Linked DNA regions of Mus musculus: regions 2, 3, 4 and 5 are each linked to region 1. Evidence: chromatin contacts called from public Hi-C and HiChIP or PLAC-seq data. All regions are on one chromosome and are shown on one strand. Each heading gives the region's core, a stretch centred on a gene start, on an enhancer-like site or on the middle of the called end of the contact. The rest is flanking DNA. Distances are from core to core; before and after follow the strand shown. Region 1 overlaps Gm36865 (a long non-coding RNA gene). Region 2 holds the start of Rgma (repulsive guidance molecule family member A). Region 3 has its middle 35 kb from the start of 4930429H19Rik. Region 4 overlaps Rgma (repulsive guidance molecule family member A). Region 5 overlaps Rgma (repulsive guidance molecule family member A).

Evidence for each region. A called contact is a pair of places that touch in the nucleus more often than the background predicts. HiChIP or PLAC-seq counts read pairs in DNA pulled down with a chosen protein or histone mark.
Region 2: a contact with region 1 is called in a Hi-C map of muscle stem cells, with 5 times the contacts expected there. The contact joins the promoter of Rgma here to the enhancer-like site in region 1. A contact is called at or near these places in 12 of 39 promoter capture datasets (the HPC-7 cell line, cranial neural crest, embryonic stem cells and 8 more), 11 of 484 Hi-C or Micro-C datasets (the AML12 cell line, embryonic fibroblasts, muscle stem cells and 2 more), 10 of 115 datasets of contacts at active chromatin or transcription factors (craniofacial prominence, embryonic basal ganglia, embryonic forebrain and 6 more) and 1 of 9 other capture datasets (embryonic stem cells).
Region 3: a contact with region 1 is called in a Hi-C map of muscle stem cells, with 2.0 times the contacts expected there. The contact joins two enhancer-like sites. A contact is called at or near these places in 3 of 484 Hi-C or Micro-C datasets (muscle stem cells and uterus).
Region 4: a contact with region 1 is called in a Hi-C map of muscle stem cells, with 5 times the contacts expected there. The contact joins two enhancer-like sites. A contact is called at or near these places in 6 of 484 Hi-C or Micro-C datasets (muscle stem cells, stem cell-derived neural progenitor cells, stem cell-derived neural stem cells and 1 more).
Region 5: a contact with region 1 is called in an H3K4me3 HiChIP or PLAC-seq map of embryonic limb bud, with 5 times the contacts expected there. The contact joins two enhancer-like sites. A contact is called at or near these places in 6 of 39 promoter capture datasets (hippocampal neurons, liver, second pharyngeal arch cranial neural crest and 2 more), 4 of 484 Hi-C or Micro-C datasets (cochlea, muscle stem cells and uterus) and 12 of 115 datasets of contacts at active chromatin or transcription factors (the NIH/3T3 cell line, craniofacial prominence, differentiating embryonic stem cells and 8 more).

What each region holds. Positions count from the first base shown.
Region 1 is chr7:72,750,147-72,755,327 of GRCm38.p6, reverse strand. The region is part of intron 3 of Gm36865 (a long non-coding RNA gene); the gene reads left to right. Among named protein-coding and RNA genes, the nearest start is that of Gm36865, 74 kb to the left of the region's middle. Within about 2 kb of position 3,702, at least 29 of the 459 cell types and tissues checked have an H3K27ac peak or open chromatin away from gene starts, as enhancers often do. A contact at or near this core is called in embryonic limb bud, muscle stem cells and neural tube, where this site is marked.
Region 2 is chr7:73,371,485-73,377,180 of GRCm38.p6, reverse strand. It overlaps Rgma (repulsive guidance molecule family member A), which reads right to left and starts at 1,661. Exons shown (of 4, transcript NM_177740.5): 1 at 1,293-1,661. The coding sequence starts at 1,306. A730056A06Rik (RIKEN cDNA A730056A06 gene) reads left to right here and starts at 1,407. Exons shown (of 2, transcript NR_040325.1): 1 at 1,407-1,664.
Region 3 is chr7:73,273,035-73,278,709 of GRCm38.p6, reverse strand. No RefSeq gene overlaps it. Among named protein-coding and RNA genes, the nearest start is that of 4930429H19Rik, 35 kb to the left of the region's middle. Within about 2 kb of position 2,634, at least 39 of the 459 cell types and tissues checked have an H3K27ac peak or open chromatin away from gene starts, as enhancers often do. A contact at or near this core is called in muscle stem cells, where this site is marked.
Region 4 is chr7:73,418,835-73,424,340 of GRCm38.p6, reverse strand. It overlaps Rgma (repulsive guidance molecule family member A), which reads right to left. Exons shown (of 4, transcript NM_177740.5): 4 at 4,442-5,506. Among named protein-coding and RNA genes, the nearest start is that of A730056A06Rik, 46 kb to the right of the region's middle. Within about 2 kb of position 2,515, at least 44 of the 459 cell types and tissues checked have an H3K27ac peak or open chromatin away from gene starts, as enhancers often do. A contact at or near this core is called in muscle stem cells, where this site is marked.
Region 5 is chr7:73,396,585-73,401,705 of GRCm38.p6, reverse strand. The region is part of intron 2 of Rgma (repulsive guidance molecule family member A); the gene reads right to left. It overlaps LOC115486533 (a long non-coding RNA gene), which reads right to left. Exons shown (of 2, transcript XR_003946803.1): 2 at 1-5,121. Among named protein-coding and RNA genes, the nearest start is that of A730056A06Rik, 23 kb to the right of the region's middle. Within about 2 kb of position 2,020, at least 133 of the 459 cell types and tissues checked have an H3K27ac peak or open chromatin away from gene starts, as enhancers often do. A contact at or near this core is called in embryonic limb bud and muscle stem cells, where this site is marked.

The DNA.
Region 1 (5,181 bases), core at 2,453-4,952:
AAGTTCATGGCAGCCTAGAAAGCCACAGCAGGAGGTGACAACATACATTCTTTTGGGTCTGATGCAGAGCAGCTAAGAGCAGGAGGGCTGACTGTGGCTGCAGAGGACATGGCTACACAGCTGTGTTTCTACTGTGTGCCAGACCCTCCGCGCACACGCGCACACACGCGCACACACACACACACACGCACACGCACACGCACACGCACACGCACACACACCACACACACACCACACACACACACACACACACACACACACACACACACACACACACGAATGATCCCTGCCTGGGGGCTTTATGTGTTTCAACCCCAATCCTTCTCCAAACCCAACAGCATAAATGCTTTTTATAAGGGGAAACTGAGGCCTAACATACAATAAAGAACTCACCCAGTTCTGTTCACTCAAAAGTACTAATCTGTCTAACCACCCCCCACTTAGTATATTCCCATTTGCTCTTACTGTTGCTTTTGAAGGGCCTCGGCCAAGCTTTCTTTGACCACACAGAAAATACAAATGGTTCTCCTTTCTATAATTGCTGTCCTGTGTACATCATGATGAGTAGTGTTCCTCTATTCCCACAGTTTCCCCTCTTACAACTCAGTAGGTGTCTGCAGAAAGGGGACATTGCTTCACTGGACTCTGAGTCCTCAGTACCTGGCAAATGCTAGGTGCCCAGAAAATAGTTGTCCAGCCTAAGTCAGAATTCACTGGATTCCAAGCCAGAGTGACACCCAGACCTCTCGACACGTAGCAGAATGATTTCAGTGCCACAATATTACTTTTAGACTTCTAATTGAGTCCAACATCCAGATTGCTTTCCCCATAATAACTCCTTTGTTTCCTTACCCAGAGCTTCTCACAGGGTTTCTGTGAGAAGAGGGAAGGTTTTCACAAATACAGATACAGATACAGATATAGATACAGATACAGATACAGACACAGATACAGATACAGATACAGATACAGATATACAGATACAGATACAGATACAGATACAGATACAGATACAGATACAGATACAGATACAGACACAGACACAGACACAGACACAGATACAGATACAGATACAGATACAGATACAGATATACAGATACAGATACAGATACAGACACAGACACAGATACAGATACAGATACAGATACAGATACAGATACAGATACAGATATACAGATACAGATACAGATACAGATACAGATACAGATACAGACACAGACACAGACACAGACACAGACACAGACACAGACACAGACACAGACACAGACACAGACACAGACACAGACACAGACACAGATACAGATACAGATACAGATACAGATACAGATACAGATACAGACACAGATACAGACACAGATACAGATACAGATACAGATACAGATATACAGATACAGATACAGATACAGATACAGATACAGATACAGATACAGATACAGACACAGACACAGACACAGACACAGACACAGACACAGACACAGACACAGACACAGACACAGACACAGACACAGATACAGATACAGATAGATACAGATACAGATACAGATACAGATACACTCACTTGGCAAGGGCCTACTGGGTGCCATTTGTAGGATCACTATGTGCCAGAGCCCCCTTTGGAGAATTCCCTCGTTTAGTCCTGGCATAAGGTATGCCATTAACTCTGCTTACCAATGGGAAAGCTGAGGAGGTGTGCCAGCTGCTGGGTTAAGTTCTGTCTGCTTCTGACATAAAGGCTTCTGTAGCTTAGTATTAGGTGGGCCTCTGAGTTGGGGTTCACACCCTCAGGGTTGGGATAGATAGAGAGCAGGGATGTTTACGAGGTCTTTTCTTGGAATTTTTCTTTTCCTTTTTGGCAAAATAACTGAGATGTACTTATTGCACGAGTTTCAGAGTTACATTAAGTCACCCACTCTCTTTAATCCCCACCACCTTCTACTCAGAGCTTGGAAACAGGTTTTCTGAGTACTTCCAGCATTTCATCTTTACATACTCTGGTTTCTTACAAGGTCGTGAGGAGGGTAAGGCTGAGAACATTCCAAAGGGATTATGCACATTCTGCAAGAACCTGAAAAAGCAATTGATAAAGGCTTAGCTGCTTACCCAGGGATACAGGTGTGGGGGGGCCATCACACAGAGGGAGCCTCACAAGGTTCCCAGGCCTTTGTCATCTTATAGCCCCCTCCTCCAGAGGCTGAATCCTTACCAGAGATTAAAATGTAATGACACAATGAATTGAGACCAGAAATCATCATTGGAAACTGTTCTTTGAGGCATTATAGGACATGTGGCATTATGCGCAAACATGAAAGGGGATTTCAGATGCAGCAGTGGGCTTCCATTTATACACATTTTAAACATTTTTATAGATTTGCAGAGGGAGAAGCTTTGCAGCCTAGAGTCTTTAGGAGAAAATGGAAGCTGCATTTTAGTGAGGGAGAAGGGAATAATAAGAACCACCTGAAAATCAACCAGAGGTAGGGAAGAAGGAGAACACTGAGGGTGACGCGAGTGGGTGCAAAGCACAGTGCCATTGCAGAGTAAAGCTAGAGTGGTTTATTGGTGGATACCAGTTTCAGTTGTTATATTTTGGTTGGACAAATGCTATCTACTATATCAGTTATCTTGGGCTACTATTTAAAAGCATCATAGCCAGGATATTATAAACAATGGCAGTTTATTTCTGGATGCTAAATGTTCAAGACCTTGGTAATGGTATCCTTCTTTGTCTGGCAGATGTGTTTCTAGGCACTAGTGTGGACTTTCTTTCATGTAGTACAAAGTGGGCCTTTTTCTTAACAACCGCTCTCAGGGCAATTATTTCCCCAATACAGCACTCCCAAATACCATTACACTGACAGCTACAGTGTCAACATCATTATAAAGAGATATGCACATCCAATTCATAGTGATGACACTGACAAAAAGACTTCTTTCAGGAAGGGCACACTTGAGAGCTTACAGTTAATCTAAGCAGGCAAAACCTGGGCCTCGTTGTAGCTGTAGTATACTGCATTATGGCCTTTGCTACGTGAATAAGCCCTAAAAGCTGTTAGTACTATTGACATTTCTGACGCTGTTGTGGGTAGTGTCCATGACTCAGAGAATTCCTGTTTGGATGCAGTACAGTTGTATTTGCCTCACACATTTTCACCTTGCTTCCTGCTTTGAATTGTCATTGCACGGTCAGGTTGTTCAGAAATATTTCTCAAGGGCCCATGAAAACCTATGAAGTATAATAATGGTCTATAAATGTGGATGCTTCACTTTGTCCTTCCTGGGCTTATATCATTTTCAAAAGGGTAAGCATTTTCGTGTGTGTGTGTGTGTGTGTGTGTGTGTGTGTGTGTGTGTGTGAGAGAGAGAGAGAGAGAGAGAGAGAGAGAGAACGGTCTTTCAGCATTCAATGCTGTTCAGCCATTGTTGGCCTCAGGCTGGGAGTATACCGGCCCAGATTGAGCACATTTACGTTCGCTGCAACCCGTGGGACTGGTATTGATTTACTATCACATTTGGGAAAGAGAAACATACGGGGACACACTTGCTATGTCATGCCTCATTTGCTTGGAAGCGAGAGTGCAGCTGATCTGGGAGTGTGGTGACCCCTGGAACGAAATTCCATGTGTGATAAATTGTGAGCTCTACCGTGCAACAGAGAATCAACACATGTGGGGATGAGAACGTCACTTGGGTGGATGACCCAGCTGTGAGGAGGAGGTAACAGCAACTCAGGCTGTTGGTAAGCACTGCTAGCTCAGCTCCTGGCAGTGCTGGGCTGACCTTTTCCCACCCGGTCCATCTGGATTTTATGATTTTTGTTTCTTGTTTTGGCAACTACTGAAATTGAGGTGCTACTTCTGAGGTCAAAGAGGCTGTCAGTGGGCAGTGCTCCATGTCATTTCCCTTCTCTGAGGAAATGCTCTTTTAAGAGCTTTGCTGTAAAATTCACAGCCTCATTCTAATTTTTCAAGACAGATGCAGAGCACTTAAGGTGACACCAGTGACTCAAATAAGAGCAGATGGGGATGGAGGGTTAAGCACTATGTCTTTTCCCTCCTCCGCCTCCTCCTCTTTTTCCTCTTCCTCTTCTTCTTTAACTATTTACTGAATTCTTGTGAATTTCACATCATTCATCTCAACCCCACTCATCTCTCAATCCCTCCATATCTTCCCTCTGCCCTTGAAACCACCCCCAAGAAGACAAAAATAAAAACAAACAAAAAAAAAAAAAGAGAGAGAGAGAGAAAAATAAAAAAACTTTTAAAAACTCATCTTGCTGTGAAACTGTGTGGTGTATCATGGTGTGTCCCACAGTATACCCTCTTGTTCGGTTGCTTTACCTGATAATATACATTGCAATGAGTCATTGATCTGGTTTGAGACCTCTGCTATCTGCTGCATTATCAATACTGAATCTTCACTGGTGAAGGGGGAGTAGTTCTGATGCGAAGGTCTTGTTCCCCAATTGGCTCTTGATTTGTCAGTCAAGAAAGCAGGGAGCTAATTGGTGGGTGGAAGGTACAGATGGGACTTCTGGGTCCTAGGAGGAAAAAAGGAGCAAGAAAGAAGAGAGGCGCTTTCAGCTGTGCTTTGGAGGAAGAACACAGAAGCCATGTGTCTCAGGGGGGAGCTCCGTCCTGTGGCTTCTGCTACAGGCGGGTGGCCAAGGATGTTTTGCAGGGTCTAGGCAGGATTAGCCACTGAAGTTTAGGGCAAGTGGAGAGACAGAGATAATAAATTGCTAAGGGCATGCTTTTCCAGTTAGGATATAGTAACAGCCAGCAATTGTGCCTAGAGGGCAAATTATAAAGTGCCAATCTCTCTCTCTCTCTCTCTCTCTCTCTCTCTCTCTCTCTCTCTCTCTCTGTGTGTGTGTGTGTGTGTGTGTGTGTGTGTGTGTGTGTGTGTGTGTATTGCCCTGTGTCATGGGGATCCTGCAGCTTTAGTTCTCCAGGACTGACCCCTTCAGCAGTTGTACAGCCCATCAACTCTCTTGCACCTACCTCACCCTACCTCACCAGAGGCAGTTCTCCTCATTAGCCCAGGCAAGGGACAGGAACAGCTCTCCTGCTTGTGGCAGCCGGCAGGGGACAGGGCTGACCCTCTGGTGCTCATGTCACCAGGGCCAGCTTTCCAGTACTGCTCTGCCAAGCTGCCCAGGCAAGGGGATAGAGTTGGCTCTCT
Region 2 (5,696 bases), core at 412-2,911, 620 kb before region 1:
AGAGTCAGGGCTTAACATTAACTTCACAAATCACTATATAGGTACAGATGAACTAGAGAGTAGTAAAGTGACCGTGACAGGCTTGCCAGATCCCTGGACCAGATGCCTAGGGACAAAGGCAGGTGACCGTTTACTTTATTTTTGCTAGAAGAACCCAAAACTACACAGAAGGGAATGGCAGTCCTGGAGGTGATATCCTGCCACTAATACAATTCGTCATTCGGTCCTGAGAGCTAAGCTCCGGGCAGCGGGTGCTCAAGCCCCGCTTACAGGATGGCCTGAGCACTAGAGAAACAGTCTTTCTGGACACGTTGGCTAGTTCCCATCTCTCCATCTCCTCATATAGGGGAACTTTGAGAACGCCCAACTTCATGGCTTGTGAGGAAGGTACAGATCACCATTTCCGCTAGATGGCGATATTTCCCCTAATCCATCCGCTTCAAGACACCCAATTTATAAAATAAATACAATCCAACGCCTTCCGAAACCACACCACATAATAACAGCACACAGGCTCCCATTAAAGTTCCAGTCTCAGGAAACTGACTCCCTCGTCGAGAAAATCTAATGCAACTACTCTAGTAAGATGCAATCAAGAGTTGCATCCAAGTGTCATTCATATTTGCACCGGTCCCCCAATACACCTGTCCCTCTACCCCTAGTTAACACTCAGGGATGAGCCATGGCTCAAGTCAGGCGCTGAGTCCTCGTGGTGCCTTGCCTTCCTCTTAGGAACGTCGGACCTTTTGGGACCCTTGCCCCTTAGCCACCACCCCAAGTCTAGCACACCGGACGCTCCTAAGCAAGGGTCACTCACACTGTACAATGTACAATGCCGACGGCCCCGGGGCAGGTGCGTTCATTTCCAGCTTCTGCAACCCGGGCCTGGGTTAAGTGAGAGAATCCGGTTTCACCGTGGGTCAGCGGGGTGATCAGATCTGTCAAGAGCTCTGTGGGTCAGGGGGGCTCTCGCCTCCGGAAGAGGTGGCCGCGCAGGAGAGAGAGCTCCAGGCGGTACACAGTGGGTGGGACAGGCGCCGGGTCTGCCCAGCCACGCGCAGCGCCTACTGCCCTCATGGCAGCATCTTAGGGGGCTGGGGGAAAAGAAAAAACACCAAACCACAAAACTTTCCTGCTGCCAAGTGCGAAGGCGAGTCATCCGAGGCAAAACCCTAAGTGTGTGAGATGAGACACCGGGTTGGGGGAGCCACTAATCAGTGAGGCGGCGGAGCGCAAGTGTCCGCAGCGCCTTGGGGACCTCAGGACCCCGTGCCCCCGCTGTCCGCGCTTACCTTGGCGGCTGCATGAGCCCCTCCAGCCCGCGGGGGGTTGGCGCTGGCGGGGCTGCGCGCGAAGACTAGGTGTAGGGCGGTCGCTCGTGGGCCCCTGGGTGAGGTGGGAGGGGCCCGGCTGGCGCTGGTCCCCGCAGCTCAGCGGACTCAGTAGCGACCCGGGGCGCTCCGCCTGCTCCCCGGCTGCATGCCTGCGAGCGCCTGGAGGAGCGAGCCTCAGGAGCGGCCGGCTGGCCAGTGCTTCCCGGGCGCAGGGCTCGGGCGGCGTAGCTTGCAGTTCCGAGACGCCTGCAGAGTAGGGCGGCCCGGGCTAACCTGCTGCCTCGCCCGGCCTGTCGCCGCCACCGCCACCGCTGAGCGCGGCGTCGCGAGGTTCGTTTGCGCGCGGCAGGGAGGGGGCGGGCCGGGCACCCCGGGAGCGGGCGGGGGGGCGAGCGCGGGCGGAGCGGAGCAGAGGGAGGGGGAGGGGTGGGGTCTGGGCTCCAAAGGCCCCGCCCCGCCGCGGTCCCACCCTTGCTGATCCGCGCTAGTGGGTGTGTGAGGACGTAGGGGGTGAGCCTGCAGAAAGCGCACACTCTCCCTGCGGGCTCGCGATCCCAGGGTTCGAGCAGCAAGTGCAGCGACCCTCCCTTCCGCTAACGCATCCAACTTTCTTAACCCTGAGCCAGGTGGCTTGGAGTCCACGTTTTCAACCTGGGAGCCTACGGTGGTTAGAGGTTTCCAATCGTGGATAAATATTGACATCTGCCGAAAGTCACCTTTGTTCTATAGGGATTTTACTCCTATTTAGAATCTTATTGGAAAAAATAAATAATATGTATATTGCATGCACAGTGCGCGAATACACGCAGTCTGGAGTAAACAGACTGTCTTGTACTCCCCCACCCCTCCCTCTGCAGTCCAGCTCAGAGGTAACCTCCGGTCACAGCGTCTTCCTCCCCCGCCCCGCACCCTTCTCGCATAGATTGCCAGAGGAAACTCCGGGCTTCTCAAAAGGATTCTTCATGCAGCTCACGCACACAGTGGAGAGCACAGCCAGCCGCCAGCAGCTCATCTCCAGGGTCTCACCCCAACACCACGTATAGGTCTGAAACCCTAGCTGGGGTGTGAAGTCAGCCGGGACACACAGCTCACACTCAAATTATCACTGAACAGTTAGCGCTGCCAGGATATTTTATACAGGGGTTACGACCCGATCTTCTCTTAATCTGAACCAAGCGCTGGAATTTTGATAGGATGAGAACTCTGTATTTAATGAAAAGGTATCGTCCGTATTAAGACCCTCGTCGTTATTTATGCTGTGGTCTTAAGGGATGTGGTTTTGAACTCAATGTTCTGCGTTTATTGGCCAAATGAATTAGACTAGTCTATAACTGAGCTATAAATAAACTCCATGTGCTTTTAGCAGGAAGGGATTGGGCCTTGCAGTTGGCCCCGTTTCTAAAATTAGCCTCGACCTTGGACAAATCTTTTAGGTCTGCTGAGCCTCAGTTTCCTTGTCTATAAATAAGGGAGTTGTACAAGAAAGTGTGTGTGTGTGTTTACATTTCCTTTTTGTACTCTATCATCCTCTGCTTGGGGACACTCCTCCAACCCTGTCCCCAATTCTCAAATCCCAGGTGTTGTTTTCCCTAGCTCTGACATCAATCTGTAATTATACCTTTATTTGTGGCCTTCTCATCATACTCAAGAGATCAGGAACCACCTTGGGGTCATCATGCCATCCTCAGCACCCAGGAGAGCCTGGTGTATAGCAGAGGCACAATAATTGTTATCACTTGGGTCATTTTCTTCCTCCTCCCCCTTGGGTTTTGGTTGTTTTGTTTTGTTTTGTTTTAACACTTTGCAGTCTTAGTCGTTTATTTCCTTTTTGTACATTAGGCCACGAATCTACATGCAATGGGCTCCAAAATCTCCGGCTCTTTTCCGTAGTCCTCACAAAGAGTGCTTCTCTGGATGGCACAGGCTGGCCCTTCAGCTGAGCCCAGGTGCCCTTCTCCTTAGCTTCCGTTTTCTTCTGATCGTTCTCCTTCACCCGCTTCAGGAGTTGTCTCTGCTCTTTGAGTGCTTGATGTGCTCAATCCGCACATTGATCCTCTCGGCCAACATCTTGCCCTTAACTTGCTTGTTTACAATTATGCCCATGGCATGCTAGTGACATTGTAGACTCTCCTGGGTTTGCTGTGGTAACACTTATGGGGCATTTCTTTTTGATCAGTGCACATTCCCTTGATGTCTACAATATCACCCTTCTTGTAGATTTGCATGTATGTGGCCAAAGGAACAACTCCATGTTTCCTAAAAGGCCTAGAGAACATGTACCCAGTGACTCTCCTCTTTCCCTTTGTGTTCGCCATTTTGGCGAGTTACTGGAAGATGGCAGCTGCCATGGCCGACCTCCCTCCACCCCCTGGGTTTTTAAAATGCTCTTTGGACATGACCAACATTTCACAATTCAAAAGCCATTGTTAGAAAGTAGCTGATAGGTTTTTTTCCCTCATTTTGGGGTATAAACAGTCCACTTCCTAGACCAAGAGGGATTGATCTCAGCTCAACCTTGGGTCAGTGGCGGAAGCCAGAGTGATTTACCTTGATGAGCATGGGGGGGTGAAGACAAGGACTATTAATGCCACTTGTTCCATACTCAGTTGTCACGGAACTCTCTGCACAGGCAGCTGAAATACTCCCATAAGCACTGACTTTAAATAAGGCCATGGGGTGTGTTGAGTGTGTCTATAACAACCATGCATGGCTTCAAGAACCATCTAGAAACATTCCTAATCTAAAACTCCACGGAACTTTTGTTTTTCTTTCAACTCTAAATTCCTTAGGAACAGGAAGCAGGCTAAAATGAGTTTAAGACCGTTTCGTTTGTTTGAAATACAGCGGTAGCAAACTAGGACGTGGAAGCCACAGGTATATCTATAGCAGGTTTTCTTCCTCCTTCCTCCCTTCCTCCTCCTCCCACCTTTTAGTTTATCTGTGTAGCCCGGCTGTCTTGGATTTTGCTCTATGCAGCAGGCTAGTCTCGAACGCAGAGATTTGCATACTTCTGCCTCCTGAGTGCAAGGATTAAAGGCGTGTGCCACCACACCCGACCCCAGTTTCTCTTCTGATGTGTAGAGTAGTAGAGGGTGAGTTAAAAACCTGGTTTCATAGAGAGACAACTGGAGCTTCTACTCCTTCCCGGCCACTCTTTCCTTCTTTTTGTGAGAAGAAAATCTTCTTGCTCGCAGCGGCGGCGAGGCCGATCGCCAGGCTGCCAGTCGCTGCAGCGGTTAGGTGCGAGAAGAGTCAAGGGCTGGCGAGAAGTGTCCTGCGTTGGCGCAACCGGGAGGCGGCTCTCCTCCGAGCACCACGCCCGCGGGCGGGAAAGCTGGCGGAGCTCCCGGGGTGTGGAGCAATTTGCTGTTTCTGTCTGTTTCAAATGAGTGGTGGCACCTGCTGGGGGAGAAGGCAACCTCAGGAAGTGAATTCAAGATGAGTCGAGGAAAGATTCCTTCTTGCCTGATTGACAAAACAGGCACATGGCGGGGCTGTCTCTTCCGGGTTGGAATACCCCCGCTTAGCCTATCCTTTTTGATAAATTCAAGTATAGAGTTGTAAAAGTGTAGCTCGGAACTCAGAGTATCGAGTCAGAACCCTGCCAAAACCCTGGGGAAGAGAGCCACCCGGGCTCACCCTTGGCCCCAGTGACATCTGGGAAGGCAACAGGTGCTGGGAACTTGCCCTGCTGGATGGATGTCCCTGCTGGGGTTTGGGGTTAAACATTTCACCATCAGGCCCTGGGCTGGACCCTGCATGGAAATCCTGATTGCAAAACAGTCTTTGCCCTTAGGCACCTGTAGTGTAGCTGGAAAATAAGAGCAAAGGGATCTCTCTGAGGAGTGGCAGGCTCCACCTCCATCCAGGTAGACCCCTCCCTTCAATAAAATAGTCCCAGTAAAATCTGCATTTGCAAATGCTCCTTTAGGTCTGCCTCCTGGCCTTCCCCTCCAACCCTTGACACCACGAAGCTGTGATCTGCTAAAAGAAGCAAATGTGGAAGGGAGGGACATAGCGGCATTGTCTGACTTCATCAATTAGATTTTATCGGGGCCAGCAGCTGTGGGGTGTGTTGGGTTTGTGGGTCAATGGAATGAGGAACATGTAGGCTGTGTATGCCAGAAAACCACCCGAAAGGGAGATATTTTAGCCAGGCCAAAGGTGGCAAGAAACAACTGAGTTTCAAACGATTTACACCAGGTCTAAAAATGGACGCTGAGGTAGTAATTATATCCAGTTAGTTTCTGGGGACCGCTGAGATGGCTCAGCGGGTTAGAAATGACTGCTGCTGGAGCTTGCTGCCAAGCCTGAAACCTGAGTTCAATCTCACTGAGTTCAACTCCCAGGACCCACAGAATA
Region 3 (5,675 bases), core at 1,385-3,884, 520 kb before region 1:
GTGGGCTCACATGAGAGCGCAGAGCACAGGGTTCACATTGTCATTTGTTACAGTTGAAAAATGAAAAATAGAAAATACTTTGTAATATGAAAGATGATACCTCTGAGACAGTATTTTTGACGTGGTGAAAATTGTTTTTTGAGGCAACGTTTTAGGTCGCCCAGGCTTGCTTTGCTCTCAGCCAAGTAGCTGCGGATGATCTTAAACTTCTGTTCTTCCTGCTTCCTCCGCCATGGTGCTGGGATTTCAAGGATGCACTCCCATATCCTACTTATGTAGTACTGGGGATAGAACCCAGGGCTTCATGTATTCTGGGTAGGCACCCTTCCAATTTAATTGTACATTTCATCCCATAATGTATTCTATACTACTGTATGCATCTAATGCTCAGCCTCTCCCAGTATACCCTAGGGTGTGTATATTTACCTTGCCATTTATGAAGGAGCTTGAATTTTAAAGATGAGGAATCTGGGTCTAGTCTGTCTGAGGCAGAGGCTAGTCATGTAGAATGGTTTTCAGACAAACTTTGATCTCTCCTCTCTGATGGCTAGTTTGCTTGGTATTGTTTCCAGGGGAGGGGGCGTCTTGATTGCTGGGCCTCTTAGGAAAACCTCTTGGTGGGTGAGTTTGGGTTTGAAATGTGCTCCTTAAGCTCAGCTAAGCATAAAGATACCTGCTTCTCTTGCATAGGGAAAGTGGGCCCTGCTGTTGGCCAGGAAGAAAGAGACATCTATTGGTCACATTGGTCACAGAGGGTAGTGTTACCCAGGGATCACTGGCATGTCTGTCAGGGATGGGTGCTTTCTATCTGAAGACCATGTCAACCTGCTTTGTCTGCTTTGTTTTGTTTCTAGTGACAGGCTTTCTCTGTACAGCCCTGGCTGTCCTGGAACTTAATTTATAGATCAGTCTGGCCTCGAACTCAAGAGATCAGCCTGCCTCTGCTTCCTGAGTGCTGGGATCAAAGGTGGGCACAGCTGCCACCACCACCGCCACCACCACCTGACAATACATTTTGTCTTTTTCTTGGATGTCTCATTTGCTCTTCCCACACTGAGCTCCAAGACTCCCGGGAGACTGAAAGACTTTAGGAATATACTTAATGAGGTTCATTATATCCTCCTGACATGGTTACTGTGTGCACCCTCATTTCTGTCCCGAATTTTAACTTCAGAGCATGTTAGACGCAGACAATGAAGGATGGTGGGTCCTTGGCGACATCTTGAAGGATTGCCTATGCTTTCCAATACAAATTACATTTCTTTGGTTGTGATGTTCTTTTCTGACAGCTTTCCTATTTTATGCTTTTCCCCTCCTGAGACACTTCAAGTTTTATGTGGGAGAACCTTGGGGCATATTAATAAGTAAGTAGCATCAAGAACATACTAAAAAAATGATGATAGTTCCTTAGTCTAAGACTAAAATAAACCCAAAAACCAAAACAAAACCAGCCAGCAACCATCATACAGCTCTTCTCCTGCATGTGTGTGTGTGTGTGTGTGTGTGTGTGTGTGTGTGTGTGTGTGTGTGTGTATGTGTGTGTGTGTGTGTGTGTATGTGTGTGTATGTGCATGCATATACGATATGTCACCAAAGCTGGTTTCAGCAGATCAAAATCTCTGGGCAAATCCCCTTTAAATATCTCCATGTACATAAGAGCTGAGGAGCTGATACAAACAAGATGGAACAGTTGAAGTGAGATGGCTTAGGACATTTTTTGGACCATGAGAATGATTCCTGTAGGTTCATATATTCGAACACTTAGGAAGTGGCACTATTTGAAAGGATTAGGAGGTGTGGCCTTTTTGGAGTAATTGTGGCCTTGTTAGAGGAAGTGTGTCACTGGGGGTGGGCTTTAAGATTTTGAAGTCTAAAGTTAGGCCCAGTGTCTCTCTCTTTCTGTTGCCTGCGGATCCAGATATAGAACTCTCAGCTATTTCTCCAGTACTATGTCTGCCTGGATGCCGCCAGGTTTCCCACCATGATGATAATGGACTAAACCTCTCAAACTGTAAGCTGGCCCCATTTAAATGCTTTCCTTAATATGAGTTGTTGTGGTCATGGTGTCTCTTCACAGCAATTGAACATTGACTAAAACAGACCACCTCCTGCCCTGTTATCTTACTGTCCTGGTCAGATTGGTGAATCTGGCTTCAGTTATTTGGTGTACACTGTATTATGAGAATAACTTTTATCTACAAAATACTGACTTTAGCCCAAAGTAATATACACTGGTTATCATCCAGTTGCCCAAGTGAATTCTTCAAGAGACCCTTCTGTCACTGGGGGGTCCCACAGTCCCTAAACAACTGGGGCTGTGGTCAGAGAGACTGGAGGTGGGAGAGGGGGCTCGGAGATCCTAGGTCTGGATACAAAAGCTACATTTTGCCCTAAGTTTCTCCAGCTGAGGATTCCTCCTTCCAGAAGCACTTGCTTCAGCTGCTTGGCTACTTAGCGCCTCAAATCTCCACAAGCTCATGGCTCAGGGGTGGGTGCTGGGTGCATGACTCAGCAGAAAAGAAGACCGCCAAGGTCAGTCTGTTCTCGAAAGAAAGAGAGCAGCGAAGAGCAGAGCCCAAAAGTGAGTTCTCCAAAGTGTTGGCTAAATGAGAGGGAAAGAATGCAGACATCTTTCATAACCCTGGGATGTGTCAGCAGCTGTAAAATAAATACCGAGTCAGAGTTACTTCTGCTGTTTCTCTCCTGAGAAGGGGCAAACTTCCCAAATAAAAATAATTTAATCTCAAACAGTTCATGCACCAGCAGCGATCTCTCCTGCAGGGACAGAACCCCCGGAGGGGGGGGGGGTGCGGGGCACAGGTCAGTCCAGGACAGCAGGGTGACTAACAGATAAGCCTTTCGGAATGGTTGGAAATATCCACCAAGTAGCAGCCCTGTCACTCAGCGTGTCTGCTCTTTTGGCATCTTCAAGTGATTTTATCTACTGAGAAAATGTGTTTTCCCATGGAGAGACACGAAGTCAATGGGGTAGCGATGGGGCATGGTGTTCGTGACCTTGGTATTTCCCACCACACCCCTGGCTTTAGTGCTTCAGTTTTTCTTTTCCTACAATGCTTTATGCGCTCTCTCTCTCTCTCTCTCTCTCTCTCTCTCTCTCTCTCTCTCTTTCCTTCTCTGCTTTTGTATGTTTGAAGTGTACGAGTATGTATATGTTTGTGTGTGTGTGTCTGTGTGTATGTATATATGTATGTGTGCTCGAACACACATGTGCACATTTTGCGCACGTGTATATGGAGGCCAGAAGCAGATGTGGGTGTCTTCCTTTTATCATTATTTACCTTATCTCTTAAGACAGGCTCTCTTTTTGAACATGAAGCTCACATATTCAGCAAGACTAGCAGGTCAGTGAGCTTTAGGAAGCCCCCAGTCCCTGCCTCACCAATGCTAGGATTGTAGGTCTATGCTAGCACATCTGGCTTTTTACCTGGGTGCTAGGGAATCCAAACTCAGGTCCATACAACCACTTTACTGACTGAGTCATCTCTTCAGCCCCCTTATTCTTGAATTTTTATCCCCTTCTTACTTCTGTCTTAAAACACCTTTAAAATCAGATTTAAACCTCCTAGAGAAAAAGCTTGTTTATATTTAGCAGCTTGTTCCTTCCTATGTGTGAGACAAAAGATAAAATGTCCAAAAAAGGCTTTCTGGATTTCAAGTAGCTGTTTGTCCACAGTGTGCGAATGCGTTAAGCATGAAAGAATAAGACAGATACAGATTAAATTTCGTTAATATCTCACATGTGATTTTAAAGTGTTGGGCAAATATGTCTGGGATCAAATCTGAGTTGGGGTTTAAGAGAAAATTCAGGATGTTGAGTAAAGGAAGAATAGTCCAGCGAAGTTCATCTAGTCATCTTTCACCAGGGCCTGTGGGATCAGAACTCCCTCCTGGGAGGACCAAAACCAGTCACTGTTGAAGTGGAATCCACGGGGCCAGAGAGATGGCTCAGCTGGTAAGACTACTGGCTTCTCTCCCAGAGGACCTGGGTTCCATTCCAGCACCAACATTATGGCTCACAACTATCTGTAACTCCAGCCCCCGTGGGATTGGATGCCCTCCTCTGTCCTCCAAGAATATCAGGTATGCTTGAGGCACACAGCTAAGACATGCAGGCAAAACATCCATTTATGTGAAAAAAAATTAAAAAGAAATGGTTAGGCACACAGGCTAGGAGGACTCAGGCACAATGCTCTCCACAGCAGTGCTTTCCACAGCAAACAACAGTTCTTCCCAAACACTACGTGGATGAGGCAGCCAGTCCCTGGGAACATTCTGGTCACATTAAGAGAGTAAACTTTCAGCAGACTTTGAGTTAGCCTTCTGTCCACAAATAGTGGAAGATAAGACCTAGTCCCTACTGAACATTCTCATAGAATTCTTCTGGTAGTCCACACCATTGACATGGAACCCATGATTTTGTGGAAGTCCCCTCTTATGTTTTGTCCCTTCCTGCTTCACCTCTGTTAATCAATCATGTCTGCTAGTAGAGCCTGGTTGACTAGACCTACCATACCAATGGCTCTTGGAATTACCTTGGCTCCTATCTCCCACTTCAGGGCACATCATCTGACTAGCTTCCTGGAACTCCACCCCCAACCTTGCTTGCTCTAAAATTTTCCATGTGGGACATGGCACCAACTTCCTGGAGTCCTTTCCAGCTCCCTGCATCATCTTTTGTTTTTTCAGGGTTCGTTAAATTGTGTGTGAATTCCTAACATGATATGTGCAGATGGCTACAATCCAGCTTCTTCCTGCTTTCATATCTTTTGAATCATATCTTTCATATCTTCATATCCCATCTTCTCATCCACGTCCCTCAATAGTCACCAGCTCCTCGACTCAAGGAACTACTTGCCCACTCAAGCTGGAATATCTTGGGGGAAGTTAAAAAGAGCTGTTCTGTACTTCTGTTTCTGCATTTATAAAGTACGGGTGAAGGGTGATGTTTGGAGGAAGTGTAAATAGGACTCCACCGAAAGTGATGATGCATGGGCTAGGCTTTCTTATAGAGCTAGCTGTGCAGTGCTTGTTGGTCTCGAGTCTTTGCTGATCTTTGCTTCACTGAGAAAGGCACAGCAGAGAACTTCTGGTGTCTCTCCTGGTTCTTGCTGCTGCCTCCTGCTGATTCGGCTGAGGCCTGGCCATTCCTGCTAGGTTGTGCCACTGCTGCTGCTATCCTGACACTACTGAACTGGACTGTTGGTATATCCGTGAAGTGCTTACGAGCGGATCAATCTGCCTCTGCTGCCCTGTCAACTGAACAACAGATTTCCTAACAACACAGATGGGATCTACTCCAAAGAACCATTTCTAAACAGGTCCATTTTCCCTGTATACTTTCTTTTCCACTATCCCTAGTGGGTGGCAGCCTAGAAGGGAGGTTAAAGCATTTAAGAACTATCATTAGAAATAGGTTTTGAAAAAAAATAAAGTTACACACCTCCTAATAGTGGCACTCCTCAAGTGCCTATGGCAGTCATTTTCATTCTAACCACCATATGAAAGTCCTATGGGCTGAACAGTTGTGAAAATAACATCTCCTGCAAGCCCAGGCATTTTAATAAGCCATGGCTAACATAAATGATGGAATCCTTCAGCCATGTCAAATATGAAATGCTGCCACAGCTGGCCCAGTGTGGGAGAAATCGCCTGCT
Region 4 (5,506 bases), core at 1,266-3,765, 670 kb before region 1:
ACCGCTTGCTCTGGAGCCCAGCAGGGACAGAGCCATCGAAGAGCTTCAGTGTCAGAAGGACACAATTACAACTAGATCCTGGGGACAGGCTGCTCATTGGAGGGAGTTCTCAACAGAAGCATGGGGCCTGCCTTCTTGGAATTTATTTTAAGTGGGGTGGGTACTCTAGACAAGCAAACTGCAAGCAGACAAAATGCCACCTAAGGGAGAAAAGAAGCAAGATTACAAGATGTGTGTTCTGTTAGCCCCACCAAGGGCCAACAGAGGTAGCCGTGATGGAGGCCCTGCAGGATACATAATATGTGCTTGGCTGGTCACATTGTTAGAGAGGATGGTCGGGCCACTAGACGCACTGAAGATGGAGACCACTCCTGCAACCTGTCCATGTTTGCTTTCTATTTCAGAGATAAACACAATGACTTGTAACTTTAATTTTTTCAAATCCTGTTTTTAATGATGGTTCTTAAACGCTTTAACCTTTCTTGTAGCCCCCCCCCCCTTCAGAGTTAGTAAAAAGGATATGGGGGTGGGGGTAGAGGGAAGTGGACTTGTTTAGAAAGGTTATTTGGAGCAACTCCTGTCTGTTGTCTGGAAATCTGCAGTTCAGTTCACAGGTTAGCAGGCAGTGGCAGCTCCATCCACTCGCAAACACCTCACAGATAAACTACCTCACAGATGCACCAGGAGCCCAGTTCAGAAGAATCAGGTTAGCAACAGCAGTGACACTACCTAGCAGAGACAGCCGGGCCTCAGCCTCAGCTCCAGACAGCAGAAGGGGCCCCGGGAGAAGTTCTCAGCTGTGCATCTCTCAGGGAAGCGAAGATCAGTGAAGACGAGAGACCCACAAGCGTTACACAGCCAGCTGTACCAGCAAGCCAAGCTCTCTTCGTCATTCTGTGGAGTCCTATTTCTACCCTCCAAGCATCACGTGTCCTCCACGTGTCCTGCCTCAGCACATGCATCCAGTCAGCCCGAGTCCTTGAAAGTGGCAACAAACTACAGCACACCGCCACAAGTTTTTGGTGCATTTCTCTCCATGGTTTCCCGACAAATGCAATGTGAGGTGGACGATGCCTGTCATTAGCCAAGAATCCTTCATCACACGTCCTTTCACGTGCTTGCTTTAGTAGAACATCATTTCTCCTGTGTCTGCTTCAGCTAAGCATTCCTTCACGAATCCGCCTTAGCTTTTTACACCTGTGTCCACTTTAATGAAACATTCCTTCACGTGTTTGTCCTAACAAAACACCCTCCAACTGTCTTTCCAAAGAGTCTTCATGTTTCACTTCATTGACCAAAAGCAACTTGGGGAATAAAAGGGTTTGTTTCATTTTAGCCCTTCCAAACATGCAGAGAAGTCAGGGCGGGAATTTGAGGCAGGAACTGAAGCAGAAGCCACAGGAATGGTGCCTACTGGCTTGCCCTCCGTGGCACACTCAGCCCTGGTGGTCCCTTCCACCCACCGTTGCCTTGGCCCTCCTACATCATCATTAATCAAGAAAATGCCCCTACAGACTTGCCTATAAGCTAATCTGATGGAGGCGTTTTCTTAATTAAGGTTTCCTCTTCCCAGGTGACTCAGGCTGACAGAAAACTCACTAGCATGCCTCCCTAGGTGGGACCATCTCTGTATCTGACATAGCATCCCAGAGTAAGTGTAATTCTAGAACTGTCCTGCAGAGGGCAGCAGGCGCACACAGACTCCAGCCTAACCGCAGATAACCCACATGCTGCCCGGTTCTTCCAATGTTTAGATCTCTCTCTTTTTTTTTTTTTTTTTTTTTTTTTTTTTTTTTTTTGCCACCAGAGTCCAGAGGATTGGAGCCATCCTGTTCCTGAAGGAGGAATGAGAGGGGACTGAGAGCAGCTATATGCTTCCCTACCTTCTTCAGCCACTGCTCAGGGTTCTCAGGTCTATGGCAGCGAGAGGGATCAAGGTCTTATGAGCTCTGGGCTGGGCTGCTCCAGGTCGTCACACACACACACACACACACCCCCGCATACTCTGCTCTTTGTAGAATGCTTTCTCCACCTTCTGACATGCCTTGCTCCAGAAACTCGTGTGGTGAGTTAGTCACACATGCCTTTTACCCCTCCAAAGAGGAGCATCCCTTTTCTTCCTTCCTTAGGCGGCCACTCAGAATGTACCTGCTTCTCTTCCTGGAGTCTGCTGCCATGTGGGTCGTTAGATTATGTAAGTATCAACTATTGGTTTATCTCCCCAGCAAGAATACAGGATTTGTCCCGAGACAAATGGATTCATCAATGACTAAGTTCCTGGGTACCACTGCCACCGGGACCTCTTTCGGTGGGTTCTCTTGTTGATGTTGGGCATCTGTGCCAGGAATTAGCTCATTAGATTTCCACAGGACCCTGGGAGGTGGCTACGTGTAATTCCATTTTACAGATCAGGAATCTAAGGCTCAAGAAAAAAAAAATCCAAGGGAGACCACACAGCTAGCAACAGGCAGAGCCCAGCTCCGATGCCAAGTCAGCCTGCTGCCCAAGCTCACATGCCCAGCCGCTGCTCTGAGCCATGCTTGGGCCTGAGAGACAGGCTCCAGTGCTGCCTGGCTCTCCTGGACCTCTGCCAGTCTTCAGATAAGTTTTCCCTCCAAATTTACCCGGGCAGTTATCAGATTTCGCTGATCAGTCCTTTCTGGTTTTTACCCTTACAAACTCTGGCTTGTGATATGAGAAGCCTAAGAGTTCTTTTCCTTGTTTTTGCTCTGGTGGGGGTGGGGGGAGCACAACCCAGGAGCCTAAGGTCTCTCACACCATAGGCAAGGGCCCTAACATTGAGCTACATACTCATAGGCAGTTGGGGATGGAGTGGGAGAGAGAGAGTAGCTCACAGGCTATGCGAAAGCTCTTCGGTTGCCAGGCTGACTGGCCTCGGCCCAGGTCTGCACCAGAGCAACTGTCATGCACAAGGAAGATGGGAGCACTCAGACTTAACTCAGAGCAACTGTCATGCACAAGGAAGACGGGAGCACTCAGACTTAACTCAGACCAACTGTCATGCACAAGGAAGATGGGAGCACTCAGACTTAACTCAGACCAACTGTCATGCACAAGGAAGATGGGAGCACTCAGACTTAACTCAGAGCAACTGTCATGCACAAGGAAGACTGGAGCACTCAGACTTAAGGTGCTGGCCCCGGACATTTGAGATGCAAATTCCCCTGTTCTGGAGGGCAGTGAGCGGTGTGGTATTTAGGAAAGAATTCTTGTGGGTTAAATTTAGGAGCCTGAAAAAAATTCCAAGCCCCACATATTTTTTTGGCAAGTGTCACATGGCACTTTCATCTGATGGAGAGTGAAGGACTTTTTGCCTGGGCCTGGCTTTTCCACAGTCTGTCCAGCGTGTGGCTCGGGCCAATGGCCCCGCCATTGCTATGCTGTTCCCCTGGGATTGTTTTCTTTAACAATCCCACTGACCACTGGGGGGGCCAGGCCTTTGGTGACTGACAATGCAGGAGAGTGGGTGCATTTAGCTCTTTCCTCCTAGATCAACCCTTCAGGGTCTTTGTTTAAGAGCCTGTGGTTTTGCTTGTTTCTTTGTTTCAAGCAAGGCTCTTGAACATTCTCTCTCTCCTCACATCTGGTGCTGAGGTTGTGTGTCCGGTGGGCATAAATGCTCTCTGGATTTCTCCTCTTACTGGCCTTTCGTCTCCTCCCCAGTCTTGCGGGTTCCTCTCCTCTGGGGAGCAGATGAAGACATTGCTGGGAGCTGTTGGGAGCCTCAGAGGGTTAAGTGACTTGACCAAGCTTACTTATCTGGGACTTAAACTTGACTTGAACAGAGTATCACAAGCAAAATTGACCTAGGTGTATGCCTTGGCTCTGCCCTTGACAGGGAGGGCATGGTACAGGGGGGCACATCTCACACAGATCTTCAATCTGTTAAATGGTTTGGGTCCCGTGACACTGAATCACGGCGACAACATGTGCCCGTAGTCAGCAGGGAGCCTGGCTTTGCACACGTCTGGACAGTGGTGCTATCAGAGCACATCACTGGGCCCCTAGGCTGGGTGCTAAGGGATGTTGAAGGGGTCGAGTTGTGGCTGGGGCTTCTCGGTCATGCTGGCTTGGATGAAGCCATTATGGACCGCAGACCCTCCTCCATTCCAGACTCTGTTCTAGACAACAGCTCTCAGCCTTTCATCGTATAACATCGGTCTGCCCTGACGTGCCCAGAGCAAGGGGAAACGGACCAACCAAGTCCTTCTAACGGCTCAGGCATAGGAAGGAAGAGAGGTAATCTCAGTCCCCGAAGGCCATGGTGGTTAAACAGCTGCATCTCACAGCTCACACAACTTGGGCCCACACAGCCCCGTCTTGACACACTTTGTAGTGGGGACACATCCACCCACCCACCTCACCTCTCCACCCCGCAAGGACCAAAGTCTGTTTCGAAAATAAACTCCAACAGCTCATCTAAAAGAAAAATAACAAAACAAAACCAACTTTACTTGCATTTAGCCGTTAATAAATAATTTACAGTATGTACACGCAGTGGCTCTCCACACAGGTCGCACACAGGTGGACTCAGTGAGGGGTCCCCACTTCCAAGCAGAACGTGATCAAACACAACCAAAATAAAGTGCTTCAACTCTTTTACTTCCAACATAGGGATAGCTGAAAAACCAGCAGGGGGCAGCGGAGCTGACCCCTCCCAGCTACCCACGTGGTTTTGGCAGGGGTTTGGACCTCTGGGAGGGAGAGGCAGGTTCTGCAGCCTCCCGGCCAGTGTATGAGAGGTCCCTGGGGGGTGGGGCTGGGGTAGGCTCTGCAGGGCCGCTGGCTGGGTGGCCCAGGGGGGCTGGCGGTACCGCCATGCTGGTTCCTTGGGGGGCCTCTGGAACAGCAGAAGAGATGGGAATGGCTCTGGGCTCTGTGGATGGACTCTGGCCTTGAGCTGAAGGAAAGAAAGCTAGGTTCCCAGTGACAGGCCTCTCTCTGGCTGTGGCCAGAGAGTTGAAAGAAGGTTCTAGTGGGAGGAGAACCCGCCAGGCAGGGTCATGGTGCAGGAAGGCCTCTTAGAAGGTGCTCCCCTCAGTTCCCACAAAGAAATGCAGACAAGAGGGCTGGGGGGTGTAGCTGCTGACCAGCAGCAGGGGAAGTCTAGGAGACAAGTGAAAGGGCAGAGGACAGGGCAGGCCAGCTGGCCCTATCCACTGGATCTGCTGCTCATGCCCTGAGACCCCAGCCCCTCTCTGGTGGGGACTCTTATGTCTGCTGGCGGGGGCAGGGGTGAGGGGTGGGGGTAGGGGTGGCGATGGCAGGAACCGGAGGATCACGTCTCTGTTGAAACATTCAGAATGACAGCACTTCGATTTCTTAAGTGCAATGGGAGAGGGGCAGAGGGTGGAGCCAGAGTTGGGGATCTGAGCCCATGAATGGTACCGCTTAGACCTCAGGCCAAAACACACCCTCCCTTCAACTGTGGGGCTTTGCAGGCAGGTGCCTGGATGCAGCACCTCAGACACATCCACAGTAGCTG
Region 5 (5,121 bases), core at 771-3,270, 650 kb before region 1:
TACCACGTGGGTTGTGGGACTAACTCAGGTGGTTAGTATTGGTGGCAAGCCCCTTCACCCTTCTGAGCCATTCAGCAACCCTGTTTTTCTATTTCTAATCATTCTGGGGCTGAGGAACCTCCTGGGGTCCCCTTTGACTCTCACGACCTGGGACCTGGAGAATTACCTCATCTAAGTACAAAGGTGCCTCACGGATCTTGGCCCCCTTCACAAGCTCAGCCGAAGGCACTGTTTGTCTTGAACTATCATTAACCCTCCAATCTTCAGCTATAATCTTGAGAATGATATCTGGACCAAGAGAGTCCATAGGCCTGCAGAAACGGTGGCCCTGTCTGGACTCACCCACAGGAACCCCCTGAACATGTCCTAAAATCGCTAGGGCAGAAAGGGTGCTTCCTGTCCCGGATGCTTCCAGCTGCTTCTCGGGGAGTTCTTTCCGTGCCCTCCTGTAGAACCCCCCAGATCTAGGCTAAAATGTAATGGCCCCACCCCACTTTCGGTATCTGATATACACAGAGGTGCCCCAGGCTTCCTTCTCCGTGCTACCTTCTCTGGCAGCTGCTCCTCTGGGAGCCTTGAGTAACCTGGCCAGCTTCATTCAGGGCCTCAGGAAGGTGGCTACAGGACACATCTTTCCCGCATCGGTCCATCAATCTCCCATAAACAGGCCCTCCTCATCTTGATTCTGTCTTTCTCTCACTCAGTTCTTCTATTTCTAATCACTGTGGGGCTGAGGAAGCTTCTTGGGTCCCTGTTGACTCTCACACTACCCGGTGAATTGCACCTCTTGATAATCTTTGCTGATACCATCATGCAACATTCCAGAATTTGTAAGGCTAGCCCCGCCTAAGCATAGAGTGTGTTCCGAGAACAGCACTCACACTGAAAGCATCTTTTGAGACTTCAGATGTCATGCGTACACCGCGCCCCGCCCAACCCCACCTGTGTCCAACTCTGTCTGGTGGAACCCTGGGTCTCCCATGTATCCAGGGTTCAGGGAGCATGTATGCGCTCATAGCTGGCCACTCACATTTTAAAGGTAGAGCTCCACAGTGCCTCCCAATTGGATTGAGCCACATGGCTCAGGCTCAGATGTCATTACTTTTCGGTGGATGGCAACCCCTCTGGGAGGCAGAAAGTCAAAGCAGGATCTCAGAATACTAAATGGACCCGCATGATAAGGAAAAAAAAATCTGCTCTGCTAGTACAGCAACAGATCCGTTTGTTCTCAAGTCCTCCTTTGAGCTGTTAATCAAGCCCAATCTTTCGGAATAATAGCCTGCTTATTACCACCCTGTTTGCATGACAAAGCATCCCAATAAAACTTATTTTGCCGGGGCCCAGAGGGGGTGTGAAGGATCAACCATGAGAAAGGAGTCTTAGGAATTCCTCGAGGCACTCCGGGGCCAGAGCCTAGGAATAAAGACAATGTAATTTGCCACCAAGAAAAGCCCAATAGACCAATAAATTACCCGCGTGCAAAGGGATTAGATCAGGTTTCAGAGGCCTAGGGGAGGGGCAGGGTACTACGGGAGGGAGACAGCCTTGCCTTCTCTTAAAGAGGTAAGTATCCCTTGGAACATAAGCTCCAGGGTCAAGACGTTTCCAACTCTGCCTGCACAGCGACTGTCTGAACTGATTTACTTGCTCGGAGATCTGGCTCCTGATGTGCGCTGGGAACTGTGATGGACGCCGTTCTCGGAACACACTCTGTGCTTAGGTGGGGCTGGCCTTAACGAATTCTGGAATGTTTCATCTAAGTCTGGATGGAGGCATGGCCTTATCAGTGAAGACTCTCAAGAGGCAGCTATTGCCCAACTTCAAATCACTGCCCTTTGCCGGTGCAACAGGAATCGTCCCGTCCCCCTCCCAGCCCCCACGCCCGCTAATCGGCTGGCATCCTGATAGATTCTGCCACCAGGGGGCACTAGATGAAAAAGGAAAGGTGTCCCTGGAGTCGCCACTGCTGGCGTTCCCACCACCCTTCTGCTCTCCTCCGGCCTCTAGCTTCTTTGCATGTGAGTGGCTCTGAGGTACTGTAAGCTCAGCAAGCTCTTTCTGTTCCCTTTGTCACTTGGCACTCTGAAGTGTAAGCGGTGTCCTGCTGTGTGCCTCGGCCTTTTGGAACCTTACGGTTCCCAAGCTTAGCTCCCTCGGTGGAACCGCCCTTGGGAGGGGGAGGGGAGTTCACCTTCCTGGCAAGCCTAGGAATGAAGCACCTGCAAGATGACCTCAGCCAGTGACGAGCTCCGAAAGAAAGCCCCAGCGGCAGGCAGCCCCAGCACCGGTGCTCTATCTTAGTGAACAGTAGGACTTAAGAGGCAATAGCTTCAGTTAGGACACAGGCGGGTGGAAGGAATCTTCTATAAGTCTGCCTGCCTCGGGGAGGGGCCAACCCTGAAGTCTGAAGTCTCCGTGTCCCTTTCCTCACTGTCCACCTAGTGCGGGAAGCAGACCTTAGATAGGATTCTGGAAACGGGTCGCATCAGCATCCTGAAGGAGGTAGGGGAAGGGCACTAAGTAGGGGTCTCCTGCTTATTCTAGTCCCACAGTAATGAATCTTGGTGGGCGTGGGGATGGAGTGGGGGTGTTACGGGACAAGGACAGATGCCCGAGGCTCCCTGTTGGCGCCGCTCCTGCAAGAATTTCACTCAATCATCCTGGCGTAAACACCCAGGTGTTTGGCCCCAGATCCTGAGAGGGACACACCCAGCAGACTGGATTTTTTCCCAGGTGCTGCGTAGCCTGCCTCACTTAATCTATCACTGCAGATCCTAGAAGGGATCACCGCTCCTGGGTGACATTCCAGGGCCAGGCAGCCTAAGGGCCCCAGAACCGCCACTTTATGGCAATGTGTTTCCCACCCGTTAGCTCTACTGGGAATTGTACGTGCTTCCTTCCGAGTCTGGTCAGGGGGACAAGGCTGAGAGCAAAAGGGAGCTTTGGGGAAAACCTCAGGTGACCCAGGAAGAGAAGGCAAAATTGTTGGGGGGCCGGGCCCTGGAGGGTGAACTCACTGCCTACCCAGCGTGGACAGAAGTGGCTAAGTGCCACTCCTAGAGCCGGGGGCAGGACAGTACTGCCTCCTCCGTCACACCCTGCCAAGGCTGCCCTGCCTCAGCCTCCACACATGCCAAGTTGTTGCAAGCACCCTTGATGACTGACTGCCAAGGAGAAGGGCACACCTCAGCTTTCCAAACAGGCCACCCTCCCCAGCTCCCACAGGAGCCGTGGAGAAACAGCGCTTGAGCAAGAAGGGTGGGCGTGGAAAGCCCTGACTCCGCCCTATAGTGGGAGGGCATAGGCTGCCTATCAACCGAAGGCTGAGAGCACGCCTGGGTAACGGGCCCATAGGGGGTCAAGCAAAGGGACAAGGTCCTCACCCCAGGAACATCCTGCTTTGGGGGAGAAATAAAACAGCCCTGGGCACGAGTGGTAAGGGAGGTAAGAAAGGTTTTCCCAGGACAATGAAGCTGCAGGTGAGAGCTGTGGTGGTTCTGGTTGAAGCATGACCCCTGTTACTAACTCCAGGCTCACACCTGAGGTGACAGCTTTATAGTCAGGACTTTGCTTCCAGCCATCTAGGCTTTTGTGCTCAGCGGCAGGTCAAAACACCTCTGAGGAGAAGAAAAGAAAAAAAGAAACAAAAACCCACCACAGAGGCACACTGTCTCCCTCCCTGCAGTCTGCAGGTACTGGAAGAGCGCATGCCAGGCTGGTATCCAGGTGGGAGGCACAACGCTGAACTCCTTTCTATGTAGAATGGCCCTGTAGTAAGTGTCTAGGTGTCCTAGCATGAGTGAAACAGGTCAGGAGTCATCACTGAACCCCTGCTGGCATGTCTCCCTGCCCCGTGACAGTGCCCCAAAGCTCCCTTTTGCTCTCAGCCTTGTCCCCCTGACCAGGTTTCCATCTTGGAAACCAAAGTTAGAGGACCAGAAAGGACAGGAAAGGCCTTTGGGGGCTGAGAAAGCACTGCAATGCACTGTGGGAACTGGGAGGCCACTCTTCATACGGTTGCCCAGGATCACAGTCCCACAGTTCTTTCTTGCCCCAGCATTCCCTTCCCCCAACCCACATCTTAAGGCTCACCAGCTCAACAGCAGAGCTTCAACAGGCTATACAGCAAATTTAACAACCGTGTTTATCCAAAATCTGCAAAGGGCAGGAGTCTGGCATCTGCCACTGGGCACTGCTGGGTAACTGGCTGTGTGTAACGCCTCCTCCAGCTCTGCCTCCTCATCAGGAATGATGGTTCCTGAGGACACTCAGTCAAATTAACTGGGCGACTGGAAGCTCTTGGTTCTCTGTGGCCATGCAATCCACTGAAGAACTCTTAAGATTATTATTCTCCTCCCCGCAGCCGTATCTGGGAAAGTGTGAAGGTACTATGTTTGGAAGGACACTGTTAAATGCTAACTAGGAGTTGGTGAGAGGACAACTTTTTGAGTGCTTTTAAAAAAATCTTTTTTGGTCTTTGGCTTTTTAAAATGTCTACTGCTTTTATAATCAGAAACAGTATTTGGGGGAGATATGGGGTGTTTAGGCCAGAGGTAGTCCTGTGGAAACAAAAGCCAGAATCAAAAGAAATTAACCCCCCCCCCAAAAAAAAAACCCTAATGGCTTTGTAGCTTCCAGGACTATGATGAACAAGCTTGGGAGTGTGGGGGAGGAGGGAAGAAAAGGGCAGAAAATAGGCTCCCATCCTTAACATATAGAATTAGAGGCTGAGAAGACAGAAACCCAAGACCCATGAGCCTTGGGAACCAAAAGTCTACATGGACTGCATGCATTGAATTTAGAATTTGGTCAAGTAGGCAGGGACAGGGGATGTGAGTGTTCAACCCAGAACTGGGTGGCACAAGACAAGGCATAGAGCATCCCATGGGGAAAGGGGGTAGAATATGAAGAGGAAGGGGCTGGGATGTGCTGGATCCTTTCGGAATGAGGTTTGGTCTAGAAATCAGAGATGCCCCTCCTGGACGCTGCAAACAAGGACCTCCAGATTCTGAGTGTGGTCCATCAGGGATGGGATTGGAGTAAGATACCAAGGCAGCCCCGGTGGTTACAACGTGGCAACAGAAAAGTGCAGAAAAAGGCAGAGGACTCCAAGCTCTAGGC